Regions from separate parts of the Sus scrofa genome. Here region 2 is linked to region 1. The links are chromatin contacts, called in public HiChIP or PLAC-seq maps. All regions are on one chromosome and are shown on one strand. The core of a region is the stretch at or near the end of the contact, and the rest is flanking DNA. Distances in the headings are between cores, read along the strand shown.

The links. HiChIP or PLAC-seq counts read pairs in DNA pulled down with a chosen protein or histone mark.
Region 2: an H3K27ac HiChIP or PLAC-seq map of skeletal muscle shows a contact between it and region 1. The contact joins the enhancer-like site here to the promoter of TMED10 in region 1. A contact is called at or near these places in 2 of 5 promoter capture datasets (fetal skeletal muscle and skeletal muscle), 11 of 47 Hi-C or Micro-C datasets (blood, embryonic fibroblasts, fibroblasts and 5 more) and 2 of 2 datasets of contacts at active chromatin or transcription factors (alveolar macrophages and skeletal muscle).

What each region holds. Positions count from the first base shown.
Region 1 is chr7:98,357,784-98,365,631 of Sscrofa11.1, forward strand. It overlaps TMED10 (transmembrane emp24 domain-containing protein 10), which reads right to left and starts at 4,869. Exons shown (of 5, transcript XM_001926711.5): 1 at 4,564-4,869. The coding sequence starts at 4,788.
Region 2 is chr7:98,458,965-98,466,812 of Sscrofa11.1, forward strand. It overlaps LOC110261632 (a long non-coding RNA gene), which reads right to left and starts at 378. Exons shown (of 2, transcript XR_002346016.1): 1 at 1-378. Within about 2 kb of position 5,252, at least 42 of the 83 cell types and tissues checked have an H3K27ac peak or open chromatin away from gene starts, as enhancers often do. A contact at or near this core is called in alveolar macrophages, fetal skeletal muscle, liver and 4 more, where this site is marked.

The DNA of each region.
Region 1 (7,848 bases), core at 3,619-6,118:
ACTGGACAAGAGTCCACATCAAATGTAAATTTGAAAATGGGATATTTTTCTTAATAGAAAAAGATCAGCCCTCAATACACCAACAGCAATCATGAGCTAAGTATAAGAGCTCCAAACAAAATTGATCGAAACTATAGTGTGCACGCATGTGTACACACACACACACAATCTTTTAATATAGCTTTTAGTGGGGAAAAAAAATATAAGCCAATGGTTTCCCAACTGCCAAAATATTTCTTGATGATTTTGAGGCTTAACACGTGATAGGCCTATGACTCAAGGCTGAACTCTTCAAATGATCTGTTTGGCTTTCTCATCTGTAAGCTAGCTGGGAAACACAGGGACCATAACTGAGTGTAATATCCAAATAACAAATAATCCCATTTAGCAAAATGAATTATTAATTAGCAATAGCACTCTTGCAAAATGACAATGAAAAAAAAGTTAAACCAATTAGATGATTTCATTACCATCAGACTTTTCTTTTCTTTCTGGGGATGATAATGGCATCTCCTCACAACTGCTTTTTTTCTTTCTGTAATATTTCCAAAAGCTAAATCATCCTTAGCAATATCTCATCCCCCAAAATTAATTCATCCTCCAATTTTCACTATTAACAAGCATTCTAAATAATAAATGGTACTGGAGTCCATTAAACTATTATGGTATCATCTAGTCTTTATAAAAATGTGGTTTTTCACAGATTCTGAGTCCCTACAACAGGCTTTTATTATAGGCCTAAAGTAATGAGGAAACATCTATATTCACTATGGATGATTAATTGATATGCCCTGCTTCAATTCTGTGCAGCAGTCTTTTTTCTTTTTTCAGGCCTGCACCTATGGCATATGGAAGTTCCCAGGCTAGGGGTCCAACCAGAGCAGCAGTTGCCAGCCTACAACGCAACCACAGCAACCCAGAATCTGAGCCTCGTCTGTGACCTACACCACAGCTCGTGGCAACACTGGATCCCCCACCCACTGAGCAAGGCCAGGGACTGAACCGGCATCCACATGGATACCAGTCAGATTCATTACCGCTGAGCCGAAACAGGAACTCCATAAAATATAGGACATTCTTTAAGGACTACCGACCAACAATACAATTGGAGGCATATAAAAAAGGGGGAGGAGGGAAAGAATGGACTGCTCTAGATTATAAAGAGACTTGAGAGATGCAACTTAATTTTAAATAGATATTTTTGAGACAAGTGGAGAAATCTGAATATGAAGTGGGTATCATTAGATGACATTAAGGAATTACTGCTAATTTTTCGAGGTATGATTATAGCCACAGAACACTGTGATTAAATTCACATTTTTAAAAGAAAGTCAGGCTGAAGTATGCAGGACTGAAATACCATGACATCTAGGATTTACTTTAAAACCAAATGAGAAGAAAGAGGCAGTTAAGATGAAATAAGTGTGGCAAGATTCTAAAAACCAGGAGCTTTCACATCAAAATCAGGATTTCTGGGAGTTCCCAGTGTGGCTCAGTAGAAACAAATCTGACTAGTATTGGTGAGGACCCAAGTTCGATCCCTGGCCTCTCTCAGTGGGTTAAGGATTCAGTGTTGCTGTGAGCTGTGCTGTAGGTCCCAGACATGGCTCAGATCTGATGTTGCTGTGGCTGTGGTGTAGGCCAGCAGCTGCAGCTCTGATTCAACCCCTAGCCTGGGAACTTCCATATGCTGCGGTGTGGCCCTGAAAAGACAAAAACAAACAAACAAAAAACAGGATTTCTGGTTTTTTGAAAAATCAGATATGGCAACAAGGCCCACATAAAGAGATGAGTACTAACTACTTCAAATTGAGTTTTCACAACTTCCAATTATCCCCCATTTATCATCACTGCTGTCTGTCTGTCTTTCTCTCTCTCTCTCTTCTTTTTAGAGCTGTATGCACGGCATATGCCAAGTTCCCAGGCTAGGGGTCAAATCTGAGCTAGAGCTGCCAACCTACACCACAGCTCACGGCAATGCCAGATCCATAACTCACTGAGCAAGGCCAGGGACTGAACCTGAGTCCTCATGGATACTAGTCAGGTTTGTTAACCGCTGAGCCAAGAAGAGAACTCCCACTCCTGCTGTTTTTCTTATAGCTGGCCCAAATCATTCATTTATGTTACCGACTTAGCATTTGAGTTAAGGCCCCAGGAGTAGTCCAATTAAGCTGGTTGGTAGCAGAAGAAAAGAGCAGACATAACTGATGGCAAAATGCCTGCAATGCAGGTGCACAGACTTCTGCTGCTTAAGTCCTTCAGCAGCCTCGGATACAGACGTAACACCCATAAGACCATGCTACACTATGTGCTCCCTGTATTAAGAGCTTCCTGGAAGCAAGGTGGTATGTTTGACATTCTGAAAAATATGAACATGAATAAAATTCTTGCCCTCAGGATACTAATGGTCTAATAAGGAAGACAAGATACAAGTAATTACAATTTAAGATGAAAATATGTTGAGTTTAGGGTACTGTTCAGGATGGCGCATATGTAAAATGCAAAGCGGGGAGCGGCAAAGCAGTTACAGTTTCAGGAACAGATAATGAGCACTACAGAGTATACCGGGAAATCTATTTATTTTTTTTTTTTTGCTTTTTATTTAGGGCCACATCTGTGGCATATGGAGGTTCTCAGGCTAGGGATCAAATAACATATGCTGCTGGCCTATGCCACAGCCACAACAATGGATCTGAGCCACGTCTGCAACCTACACCACAGCTCACAGCAATCCTGGATCCCCAACCCACTGAGTGAGGCCAAGGATCGAACCTGCATCCTCATGGATACTAGTGGATTGTTTCCACTGCGCCACAACGGGAACTCCTATTGAGAAATTTAAACTTTACCAGATAAGGAATAGTGAGCCTCTGGAAGGTTTTAAAATGTAAGTACAAATCAGAGGGGGCAACACGAGAGATGAGAATAAAGTCTCTTTCACTGCTAAAATTCTCTGATCCTATGCACTACATACATAGAATCGAGCCAGAAGCGTGATCCCCAAATTGTTGCACCTAAGCCTCTAAAATCACGCCATCATGGTTTTCTTGGCTAGACAGAAATAAAAGCCTCAGTCATTATGCAACAGTCCTATAATTTTTCATCTCTCAAAGTTTAAGTAAGAAATTGCATCTATTATGACTATTGCATTCCAATACCTTAAGCTTTTTTTTTTTTAGCTTCTTAGGGCTGCACCTGCTGCATATGGAGGTTCCCAAGCTAGGGGTCTAATTGGAGCCACAGCTGCCGGCCTAAGCCACATCAAATCCGAGCCACATCTGCGACCTATACCATCGCTCACAGCAACTCCAGATCCTTAACCCACTGAGCAAGGCCAGGTATCGAACCACAACCTCATGGTTCCTAGTCAGATTCATTTCCGTTGCGCCACGATGGGAATTCCTCCAATACTTTAAGCTTATGTACTTAAAGCTCTATTAAAACGTAAAAATGTTTCTTCCTATTTAGTTCAAGACCCGTACTGTTAAAAACAAACAAAAAAAAACCCCATATGGGGTTCCCTTGTGGCACAGCTGGTTAAGGATCCAGCTGTTGTCACTACAGTGGCTCTGTTACAGCTTTGTCTGGAGGGTTTGATCCCTGGCCCAGAAACTTCCACATGCCCCAGCAGGCCAAACAAACAAAACCCCCACATGCTTACTGCAAATGAATAAAACCACCTAAAACAAAACCCAATCTTAAGAGATATCAAATCATGTTAAGGTTTCAAAGAGGAGGCCTGGTCATTCTAACTGCAATATGGGACCAAAGTGACATAATTGGTAATAGCTGTCCAAGAGTATAGTTAAAATTTACACAAAACTTGGCCAAGTCCAGATTCTGGGGTACGGGAAAGAAAAGTACAAGAGACTGAGACCATTTCGTGACCAATAATGGACTTGAATCAATCACAGGAATTACAAATAAAAGGCAAGGAGAGTCTAAGATTGCAGCACTTTTCCGTCACTTTACTCAACTCCTAAACTAAGAATCACCAGTTTGTTCTCCAACTTCTGAGCCTCAATTGTGTAAAATGAGGTCAATAGTACCTACTACACAGGGTAATGTACGAACTAAATGTATGTACAGTACAGAACCTGACACACGGCTAATGCTCAAGAAATAACAGCTTTTACTATTCACAGCTCGCTTAAATGCTTCCATTATTTTCCTGCAGGTATCAATGTGTCTTAGGATGCTGGTCCCCACAAACACTCGGCATCCATAGATTTCTTTGGAGAACCAAGTTACAGTTCAAGGTACTTAAGACCAAAACAGGTATAGGGCCACGACAACGACCCAAAGTCGAAGCCACTGCAGCTCAACTGTCACCACATCCGCCAAGGCCTGGCGGCCCTTCAATGGGTTCCCGGCTTTGGCGCCCAGCCCCGCCCAGCGAACGCCAACGAGGAGGATGAGGGGGCGGTCTCGGCGGCTCGCCCCGAGCGCTCGGGGAGGCCAGGCCGCCCTCCAGACCTCAATCTGCAAGACTCCCCAGGTTCTCCGCCACCGCGCCGACGCCTGTGGTGTATCCTCCCCGCCCCTCGCCCCCGACGGTCGCACCTTGAGGTGGGTGCGCGGGCCGCCAGCGCCCCCAGACTGGTCGGTGATCTCGTACGCGCCCGTCACCAGCAGGTCCTTGTGGATCTCCTCGCGGAGGCACTTGCGGGAATTAACGGGCAGATGGAAGGAGATCGTGAGGACGGAGCTGGGGCCGAGCAGGAATAAAAGCAGCAACGCTAGCGGGCAAGGGCCACGCAGGGCTTGTGGATCAGACAAGCCAGACATGGTGCCGGAGACTGTTCACCACCGTGGGCCTGTATCGCGCCGGAACCGGGAGGGCCCACGTAACTCACCTCTGACCTTTCAATACTGCCGGCGCCATTTTGGAGGCTGGCAAATAGATTAAAAATGTACAGTAAGTCTTTTAAAGGGAAGTGGGGATATGATAACATATCGTACTCACAGATTAACGTGGTTAAATGAGATTTCCCAGACGTTTCCCCGAAAAGTTTCGTTTTTGTTAAGCTCAGTCAGCCATAGCAAGTATGGGCAGCCCTGGAAGTAATTCTCCTTTAAATTCCGGAAGTAGTGCCCTGAAGTTTTAATGGTCTGTGATACCATAGCAACTAAGCCCCAATAGGAAACAGCCACAATGCCAATTGCTGGGCCCGCCTTCCGACCTCCGGAGAGCACCCGGAGGGGGCGGAGATGCAGGCAGAGTAGGTGCCGTCCCAGTGACGTGGTGACCGTTGGGACTTTGAGCGCTCGAGAGGAAGACCTCAAGAGGCCGAGGAAAATTTGCAATCTGGCTATTAAGCGAGCAGGAGCCAGAACCTCAGAGAAGGAGTAGAGGTCGCCTGGTGAATGTGAGCTGGAACCGTCCAGTTCATGCCCCTGAGCTGGGGTATTTGGGCTGGAGTAACTGATTTCTGAATATGCATCTTATGTAACAGACATTAAGCACCTACTATGCTAGGTGGTATTCAAACTAAATTTGGATTCTGTATTTAAATTGAATAAAACACGCTTTTAGTCCAGTGTTGGAGATGGACCTAATGTGTTTTACCAGATAAGCATTGTCCAGGGAAGCCAAGTATTGATGTGTTTTAAATGTTTAAAACACTTTAGGGATCAAATTGGCAAGTCCGTAGTAAGGAAACCTACATGGTAATCATGCATGCTTTTGTTTAACAAATATTTATTGACTACCTACTATGTGCCAGACACTATCCCATGCATGCCTACTGACATGTTTATTGAGTCAACAAACCATTAGGGGGATGCTATAAAATATTCAGAGCTGAAGAAAGTAGGAAGTTGAAAAAGTACTCATCAGCCTATGTTTAGAATTATCTACTTTGATTCATGTTTATTGAGCATCTACAGAAATACCAAGAAGATGGACTGTATGCTTTTAACAAATTAAACAGTTGTTCTGTGTTTATAACTCCTTTCAGACTATTTCCTGGAACTGAAATCCCACAAACAAAACAAGAACAAACAAAAGAGCTGTAAAGCATTTTAAAATTTGACAAATGTCATATAATAATTATTTTATGAGGTGTCCACTTAGGAACATTTAGTTTGACTATTTTATCCCTCATCTAAGATACCGATGGTAATTTATTCAGAACACCCTGGTAATTTGCATTGGCCATTAGCTTTTTCCCTGGGGAGGGTGGGGGGAGGATCAATACCAAGCAGTTATCTAATTCCCTGTTTACTCTCAGTCCTGAGGCTTTGCCGACCATCAGCAAGAGATTTGCAAACCCATGAAATACCTGTGTGGTTTTTACCTTTAAATTACTTTTTTTTTTTTTTTTTTTTTTAGGGCCACACCCAGGGCATATGGAAGTTCCCAGGCTACGGGTGAATTGGAGCTACAGCTGTTGGCTTACGCCACAGCCACAGCAACGCCAGATCCAGATCCGAGGCAACCTACACCACAGCTCAGGGCAACATTGGATCCTTAACCCACTGAGCAAGGCCAGAGATCCAACACGCATCCTCGTGGATTCTAGTCAGGTTTGTTTACCATTGAGCCACGAGGGGAACTCCTAAATTTCTATTTTATATTTAAATGACAGCTTATATGTTTTAAAATATTTTCACATATATTAGTTATCTCATTTGGCATTTTCAAAAACCATGTGATGTAGGCTGGGCAAATCTGTTCATTTTACAGATGAGGAGAAGTTCTGAGAGGCCAAAGAACTTTCATACCCAAAGTCCCATAGTTTAAAAGTGACAAAGTCGGTCTAAGGGCCTGAGCCTTCTTCAGAAAGGCACTATTATTTTATAAGTGAAGAAACAGAAAAATTGAGTTACTTTCCTAAATTACAGCTCTCAGGTCCTGATCCTGTGTCCTCACTTACCCTGGCCTGCAGCTCTTTCCTTTCCCCCTTCCTTCCTTCTGTTTTTCTTCTTAGTACTCACCACTGTCTAAGCCTCATGCATTTTACTTACACACTTATTAATCTGTCTCCCTGACTGGGATTTCTTTTTTGTGAGGGACAGGGATTTTTGTCTGTTTTGTTCACTGCTTTATCTTCTAAATCTAAAATAGTGCCTGGTGCTTAGAAGGCACAATAAATAATGGTTCAATGAATGCAAGAATAATTCCTTAGCTCCTAACAAAGTCTAATAGTAAAATTCTTCTGTTATTCCTTTGCTGTTTTCACACAAATTTATTTAACCCACAATGTATCCAAAGTGTAGGTACTATTTCATTTTCACCAACAATATGCAAATCTTTATTTTTTGTCTTTTTAGGGCTGCATCCATGGCATATGGAGGTACCCAGGCTAGGGGTCCAATTGGAGCTGTAGCCACCGGCTTAAACCACAGCTCACGGCAACGCCGGATCCTTAACTCACTGAGTGAGGCCAGGTATTGAACCCACATCCTCATGGATACTAGTGGTGTTCGTTAACTGCTGAGCCACGATGGGAATGCCACAAATCTTTTTTTTAAATTGAAAAATGGGAGTTCCTGTTGCAGCGCAGCCGAAACAAATCCGACTAGGAAATATGAGGTTGCAGGTTCCATCCCTAGCCTCGCTCAGTGGGTTCAATGAGCAGTGAGCTGTGGTGTAGGTAGCAGACATGTCTCAGATCTAGCGTTGCTGTGGCTTTGGCATAGGCCGGTGGCTACAGCTCCGATTAGACCCCTAGCCTGGGAAGCTCCATATACCGAGAGTGCGGCCCTAAAAGGACAAAGGGCAGAAAAAAAAAAAAAAAATTGAAAAGTGTGTCCTTATTTCTATATAAGGACATACACATACAAAAATCTCCCCTCTAGGTTGTAGTACTAGAGGGCAGAGTAGATCCTAGCAACTAGAATTTT
Region 2 (7,848 bases), core at 4,002-6,501, 100 kb after region 1:
GAGCTGAGCTTTGAAGATGGATGGAGTTTGCTAAATGGACAAATGGCAGGTCGTGGATTCCAGGAGGCAGAGGAATATGCACGGTAAAGGCATAGACTCAGAAGACAATGCACTTGGTTTCCAGGCTATAGACTCTGGGGGTGAGGGAAGAGCAGGGGGAGGCGTAAATTAGAGAACATCGTATAAATATATTTGATTTCGTTTACATCAATATCATAGTATCAAAGTGGAGAGGGCTAGAGATAGGTCAAGAAGAGGTGACTGTGGCTAGATCATGAAGAGCCTGGTATTTACTTAGCTCAGTTGTGTGTAGGCTGAACCCAGGCAGTGGTGGTGGGAATGGGGAGGGAACAAGAGGTAATTAGGGGGTAGGACTGCCGGGACTCTGTGATTAAGTGGATGTGGGAGGTGAGGGAGAGGGAGGAAACCCAGCTCACTCCCAGGTTTACCAGGCTGGACACAAGGAGGTTTGTGGGTCTACCCATGACTTTGTGGCTCTGGGAAGAAGAGCAGATAAAAAGGTGGGGATAAAAAGGTAAGGTCGGTGTTGGACAGGTTGAGTTCAAGGTGCCTGTGGAATATCCTGGGGCGGGGGTGTAGGCGGTTGGAATTACAAGGTAGAGGTTCTAAGATGTCAATTTATAGAGCTTGTCTGGAGGCATGTGGTTGGATAGAACCTGGAGCCCTAGGACATATTATTGATAATGGCTAACATTTCACACGGGCTTCTAAGTGCCAGGCTGAACTATGCCCTTTGCAGGCAATGCTAAATCAGGGACCATATTTGCTTTGCTAATCATTTTGCCTCTAGCAACTACTGCTTTGTTGAATGAATGCTCTCATTCCGGGCTTACCACAAAGCATTTAGGCAGATATGATGCGGAACCTCATTTTACCAGGATCCTCATTTTACTAATATGATCTAGGAAAGGTTAAGTAAGTTAACCAAAGTTGCACAGCTGCCAAGTGGTAGATCTGAGATTTGTTTGTTTGTTTTTTAGGGCCGCACTAGCAGCATGTGGAGGTGCCCAAGCTAGGGGTCTAATTGGAGCTACAGCTGCTGGCCTACGCCACAGCCAGAGCAAAGTGGGATCTGAGCCTCGTCTGCAACCTACACCACAGCTCACGGCAATGCCAGATCCTTAACCCACTGAGCGAGGCCAGGGATTGAACCTGCAACCTCATGGTTCCTAGTCAGATTTGTTTCTGCTGCACCACGATGGGAACTCCTAGATCTGAGATTTGAAATCAGCTCTTTATAGTCCAAAGTGCTAACCGCTTTGCTAGAGTGTTAAATCTGCCCCCAAGGGAGTTCCTGTTGTGGCTCAGTGGTTAACGTACCCGACTAGTATCCATGAGGATGCAGGTTTGATCCCTGGCCTCGCTCAGTGGGTTAAGGATCCGGCATTACTGTGAGCTGTGGTATAGGTTTCACACGAGGGTCGGATCCCGAGTTGCTGTGGTTGTGGTGTGGGCCAGTGGTTACAGCTCTGATTCAACCCCTTCAACCCCTAGCCTGGGAACCTCCATATGCCACGGGTGTGGCCCCAAAAAGAAAAAGGAAAAAAAAAATCTTCCGCCAAATATGTACCTCTAGGATCTGGTATGAGCCTCTAAGCCCTCTGAGATGTTTCCTCTGCCAAATCAGGAGTGGGATTCAAAAATCTCAAACCTCCCTTACAGGAGTTCCTGTTGTGGTGCAGTGGAAACAAATCCGACTAGGAACCATGAGGTTGCAGTTTCGGTCCCTAGCCTCTCCAGTGGGTTAAGGATCTGGCATTGCCATGAGCTGTGGTGTAGGTCAAAGAGGCAGCTTGGATCCTGTGTTGCTGTGGCTGTGATGTAGGCTGGCAACTGTTGCTGTGATTCGACCCCTAGCCTGGGAACCTCCATATGCTGTGAGTGTGGCCCTAAAAAGCAAAACAAAACAACCTCCCTTCCAGCTTCAAGACAATGACAATGTTAGATGATGACTGTGGAAATGCATGGAAGGGGCCCATCCCGTATCATTTAAGGTGGAGAGCCCGAGCAGTGTATGCAACGCTACAGTGGGACGCCAGGCAAGTTCCAGGTACAGGTAAAGGCGGTGGACTAGTGTTCTACTTCTGTTTGACAGATTACTGCAAATTGAGCAGTTTAAAATAACACACTTACTATCTCCCAGCCTCTGTGGGTCAGGAGTCCAGGCACAGCTTAGATCAGTCCTCTGTTCAAGGTCTCACAAGGTTGTAAGCAAGGTGTCAACCAAGCGCATTCTCAGCTGAATGCTTGAATGGCGAAGAGTCTGCTTCTGAGCTCATCCAGGTTGTTGGAGGACTTGACTTCCTTGGGATTGGATAACTGAGTCCTGAGCTTTTGCTGGTTGTCACAGGGGAGCCACCTTCAGGCCCAGAGGCCGCTCATAGTTCCTTGATGTGTGAGCTTCCTCAACATGGCTGCTCGCTGTATCTAGCCCACCAGGAGAACCTACTAGGTCTGCATGTCTATGTAAAATGACATCATCTAGGGGTGAAATCCCATCACCCTTGCCCTATTCTGCTGCTTAGAAGCAAGTCTCAGGTTCCACCTGCACTCAAGGGGAGGGAAACCCAAATCCCCTACATGGACACCTGGAGGCAGGAATTATTGGGGGTCACACCAGGGTCTGTCATCAACAAGGGGTCATATGACCTGCTGAGAATTTAAAAGTAATAAATGGCATATGGAAGTTCCCAGGCAGCCACAGCAACAACTGATGTGGGCCGGATTTGCGACCTACACTGCAGTTCAGGGCAAGGCCGGCTCGTTAACCCACTGAGAGGGGCCAGGGATTGAACCCGCATCCTCATGGATACTAGTCAGGTTTGTTATCGCTGAGTCACAATGGGCACGCTCTAGTATCCTTATTTTATGGATAATATCGTGTAGGGGCCCAGGAGGATTATGATCTGCTCAAGATTATCCACCTAGAGTGGTGGGAGCTAGAATTTGAGTCTGGATAGTGTGGTTCCCATGATTGAATTTTAGACACCAGTAAGATAAAACAAAGCAAAACCAATTTCCCCAACAACCTTGCAGGCCGAGGAAGCCCTTCAAAAAGGACAGGCAGGCTTCCTTCTTTCTATTCCTGACCTGCCCCTGCTGGATCCTCGGCTGAGGGACAGCCGGTTTCCCAAAGACCTGCCAGAGAGGGTGCTCTCTCGGCATCCCCTCTCCGCCTTCTCAGCACCCTCGCCGCGCCTCTGCCCTCGTCTGCCAAGCCCAGGTCTCTCCCGGCCCTTCCCAGCTTCCGGCCTTTTGCTCCAGGCCAGGTCGCAGGGTCAGGCAGTGCCAGGAGCTCACAAGCCCTCTATTTACTGTTTGGTTTCCATGGTGACACGTAGGCGCCGTCAGCGCCTCGCGTCATCTGCCCCGCAGCGCGGCCCCCGCCCGGCGCCGTGACGTCTGTCCGTCGCTTCCGCTCTGCCCATATTTGGCGCAACAGCCGCGTCGCGGGTAGGGAGGAGTCTGAGAGCCGGACTCCGGCCTCGCCCCGCCCCTGTCCCCGGCCACGCCCCCGTGGGGGGGCTTCGGCCCCTGTGTTCCACGCCACCCGCTACCTTTTCCTGGGACCTGAACGGAGGCGAGGGGCGGTGGCGATGGGGACCCCGAGGGAGGGCGTGGATGACTGATAGATGAGCGCAGGGGTCCCAAACATATCTTGTCTTGTTAAGGCTGCAGCCAAGATTTGGGCTGTCTCGTCTGCTTTGGGTGGGTGAGCTGGGATCACGATTTTCTCACTCTGTGCCCGGAAATCATGGAAACAGCCATCCCTCGCCTCACTCCATATTACATTTTATAGGCTTGATTTTAAAATTCTCCCATGGCCCAGTGGAAAGCTTTGAAGACTGAGGTTTTGGGATGACTGCTGTGCCTTGGGGGATAAGTGACCTTGGGAAGGTCACTTCCAGGTACCTAGCCTGGTAAAATGAACTGTGGGGGTGGGGCCCAGTGTCATCAAGCTTGAAAGGGGAGATCATCCGTCACTTTTTAATTGATGGGGGGCATGACATAGTGAAATATCAGTGAGGTTCTTTGAAGACCCTTACACTTCGGACCCCTCAATTCGGAACCCCATAGTAATTGGATTTATGAGTCTCTCTGTGCCTTGCTCATACTAGGCACTTGATTAACTGTAGTTAGCTGGTAATTGAATGAATCAGGCAAATTACCTTCGGATTTCACCTTCATAAATCCAGACCCCCGCAATTCCTCTTACAGGCGGAAGAAGGAATATTGCCGCGATGATTAATAATCGCGCAGCAGGGTTGCTGATGTATAGCGATTTGCAGATGTAAAGGGCAATAAACATTCCTGGGAGGAATGTAGTGAGATTCCAGAAGTCTCGGAGGGAGCCGTGGGTGTGTGCCGTCTGGCCTTGAGGGCGGGGGTGGGGCGGGCAGTGCCGCAGTGGCCACTGCTGGGGGAGCCGACTGCGGGTGTGGGATTAACTCTTCAAGATGCTTGGTTGCAAATCCCACGCCCCCCCCCCCAGCTCCGCCCCCGCTCTAACCCCTGCCCATTCCTCAGTTCTTCTGGCCCAAGGAGTGTGCGCTTTTCATAATTTCAGAGCTAGAACGCACATCAGATAATATTCCTTTAATTCAGCCTTTGAATTTTACAAATGGGGGAACTGAGACAGAGAAATTGGTTCAGCCCTACAAACTTGCACAGCTAGTTAGAGAGATAAATGTCAAGATTTCGGGCATTTCAAACTAGTGTTTCTTCCACCTCACCTCTAACCCCCTCTGTTCTTGTGGCTTCAGGACCCTGTTGCCTGGCTCAGATAGTGGAATGTACAGTAAGGCTAAATACTGACTTCAGGACTCCTAAAGGGTGCCAGTAGCAGCCTACTGCCCCATATAGCCCTCAGCATAACCCTAGGGCCTGGGGGTGATGGTCAGGAGGTGTGTAGTCCCCCCAAACCACACGCATTCCCCCTCCCAGTGGCTGGAATGGCTCCCCTCGTCCAGAGAACCTGAGTTGGCTGTCCTGCAACCAGTCTTAGACAAGCACTTGGTCATTTTTCAAAGTTACGAAAGCCTCCCATTAAGTTTTTCTCAGTCAAGACGATAGCAGAAGGCATCTGTAGCCTGATGGAAACCCCTTTTCTGCTCCTTGGAAGCTCAGACCGAGAAGACTGATGCCCACGGATCGGCCCGGGCCATCCCAGCCACCCGGTAGATTTGAAGAGTCTGGGACCCTTCGCCTTTCTCGCTTGATTGCACTTGGGGCTCTAGCAGCAGAAGTGGCAGCTCTGCCCCCTGGTGGACATTCTCCAATTCCAGTAACGGCAGCAGGGCTGGGGGAAAAGATTTTCTTTGTTTACCCTGATGGAAATAGCAAAACTTGGCAGAAAAACCTCAGTCCCAGATTTTCCTCTCTTTAGTTTATTTCTGAGCATCTGGTTTATTTGGACAGAGAACACGCTTCTCTTGTTTCTCTTGCCTGGACTGCTTTTTTTCCCTTCCTGCTAGCCAAAGCTTGCCCCTTCTTTCAAACGCTATTTCAAATTCCGCTTCCTTTGTTAACAACTTTTCTGACTCCTCTCCTCTGTATCTTATGAAATACTGCCGTGCACAGACATGCTGTCTTTACTGTTGTTTCCTTGAGAGTGGAGGCCAGGTTCTGGGTGTCATAGACCTCCATCATGCCCACCGTGTGTCTGGGGACAAGACGTGCTCTCAACCCTGTGATGGTGAATGAAGTAATTGATTGATTTCCATAGACGCAACGCCAAGCCTTTGCTTCGATAAACCTTCTTCTCAGTTCTTTGGGGAAATCTAGGTAGTGATCTAGACGGCCTTGCACAAGATGCAGTTTCACAAAGTAATTTCACAAGAGAACCACCCCCAGAGAGGGATGGGGAAGTGTGAAATGGACTGCCAGATGAGGAGGGTGGAGACACAGGAAGGTCAAAGGACAGAGAATTGGGGGGCGCATGGGGGGGGCGGGGGGCCCTGTTCTTGGGATCTGCTTCTGGCAGCAGAGCCTCTAGAGTCAGGTCTAGGCAGATGCATCACTTGCTGTGTGGCCTCAGGCAAGTTTACTCTCTCCTCTGTGCTTCAATTTTCTCCTCTGAAAAAAGAACCACCCATCTCTTAGCGATATGGGGAGGGTAAATGGAGATGATATTTGCAAAGTGCAAAATAGTGCCTGGCACAAAAGGAAGGGCCATCGAACAGTTTATCAATCTATTTTCCATTTTAGCTGTCTTGTAAATGGAATGAGGGAAGATGATATGATCTCTCTCTCTCTCTTTTTTTGGCCTTTTTTAGGGCTGTACTAGTGGCATATGGAGGTTCCCAGGCTAGGGGTCGAATCGGAGCCAGCCTATGCCACAGCCACAGCAAGGTGAGATCCGAGTTGCATCTTTGACCTACACCATAGCTCATGGCAATGGCAGATCCTTTAACCCACTGAGCGAGGCCAGGGATTGAACCTGTGTCCTCATGGATGCTAGTCGGATTCGTTTCCACTGTGTCACCATGGGAACTCTCAGATGTGATCTTTGTTCCCTTGGGCACTGACCTTCCTGAGCAGTGTGTGATCGCTGTGGTCACGCAGGTCTGGGTGGAGTCCTGTCTCTGTTACTAATTGTTTTTTTTTTTTTTTTTTTTTTTCTGTCTTTTTGCCTTTTCTAGGGCTGCTCCTGCAGCATACGGAAGTTCCCAGGCTAGGGGTCTAATCAGAGCTGTAGCCACCAGCCTACGCCACAGCATCGCGGGATCCGAGCTGTGTCTGTGACCTATACCACAGCTCATGGCAACGCCGGATCTTTAACCCACTGAGCAAGGCCAGGGATCGAACCCGCAATCTCATGGTTCCTAGTTGGATTCATTAACCACTGTGCCATGACGGGAACTCCTGTTACTAATCGTTTGACTTTGGGCAGAGCACTCTACTTCTTGGAGCCTCAGTTTTCTCATCTGTGAAGTGGGGACAATTGTGTCTACCCCCAAAACTGTTGTGTGCATTCCATGCTTATAAAATGCTGGGCATATCAGGAGTTTAGTAAACAGAAGCTCTATTCTTGCCTATGAGAGGAGCCAGGTATAAAGGAGAAGAGAGTCTCCAAAATCTTTGAGGTTTCGGAGTTCCCTGGTGGCTCAGTGGGTTAAGGATCCAGCATTGTCACTACTGTGATGTGGGTTGATATGGCGTGGGTTCCATCCCCGGCCCTGGAACTTCCCCACCCTTTGGGCATGGCTAAACAAAACAGAACAATGCCAAAAAAGCCCCCAAACAAAATCTTTGGGGTTTCAAGAATGAGTGAACCTGTTGACGAGCATTGAGACTGGCTCGATTCCTGGAGCTCGGGTGGGGCAGGGTAGGCCCTGGGTCTGGGCCCTGACTCGATAGCGTGACGTTGGAAGAAAGCAGGAATGGTGTGGCCTGCACAGCAGCTCTAGGAACATTTTCGGCCTGAGGGCTGCGCGGAGGGTGTGGTCCCAGCAGGGCCAGGTGCTGGCAGCCCGAGGCCCCTCCTCCTGGGGTAGGGGTGGGAGGGGGGGAGACTTTCGTGAAAGAAGACGAGGAGGGCAGGGCAGACCCTGGAAGCCTGCTGTTGTGGAGAGTGTGTGTGGAAAGGCCCAGAGACGTCCTGCCCTGGGGAGCTAGCCTCCCAGGCCTGGTGGGGCCTCCCTCACGGCAGGACCTGCCCACACAGCTCCCCCAAGCTGCCATTCGCAGCCCTGACCCGGGCCACCCCAGAGGGATGGCCAGCAATTATCCCAGGGGTCGGGGGAGGAGGGTTATACTGCTCTTCCAGCCAAGGTGACCTTTGATCCCTTCAGCCGCAGGAAAGGTACTGAAGGGAATGTACAAAAG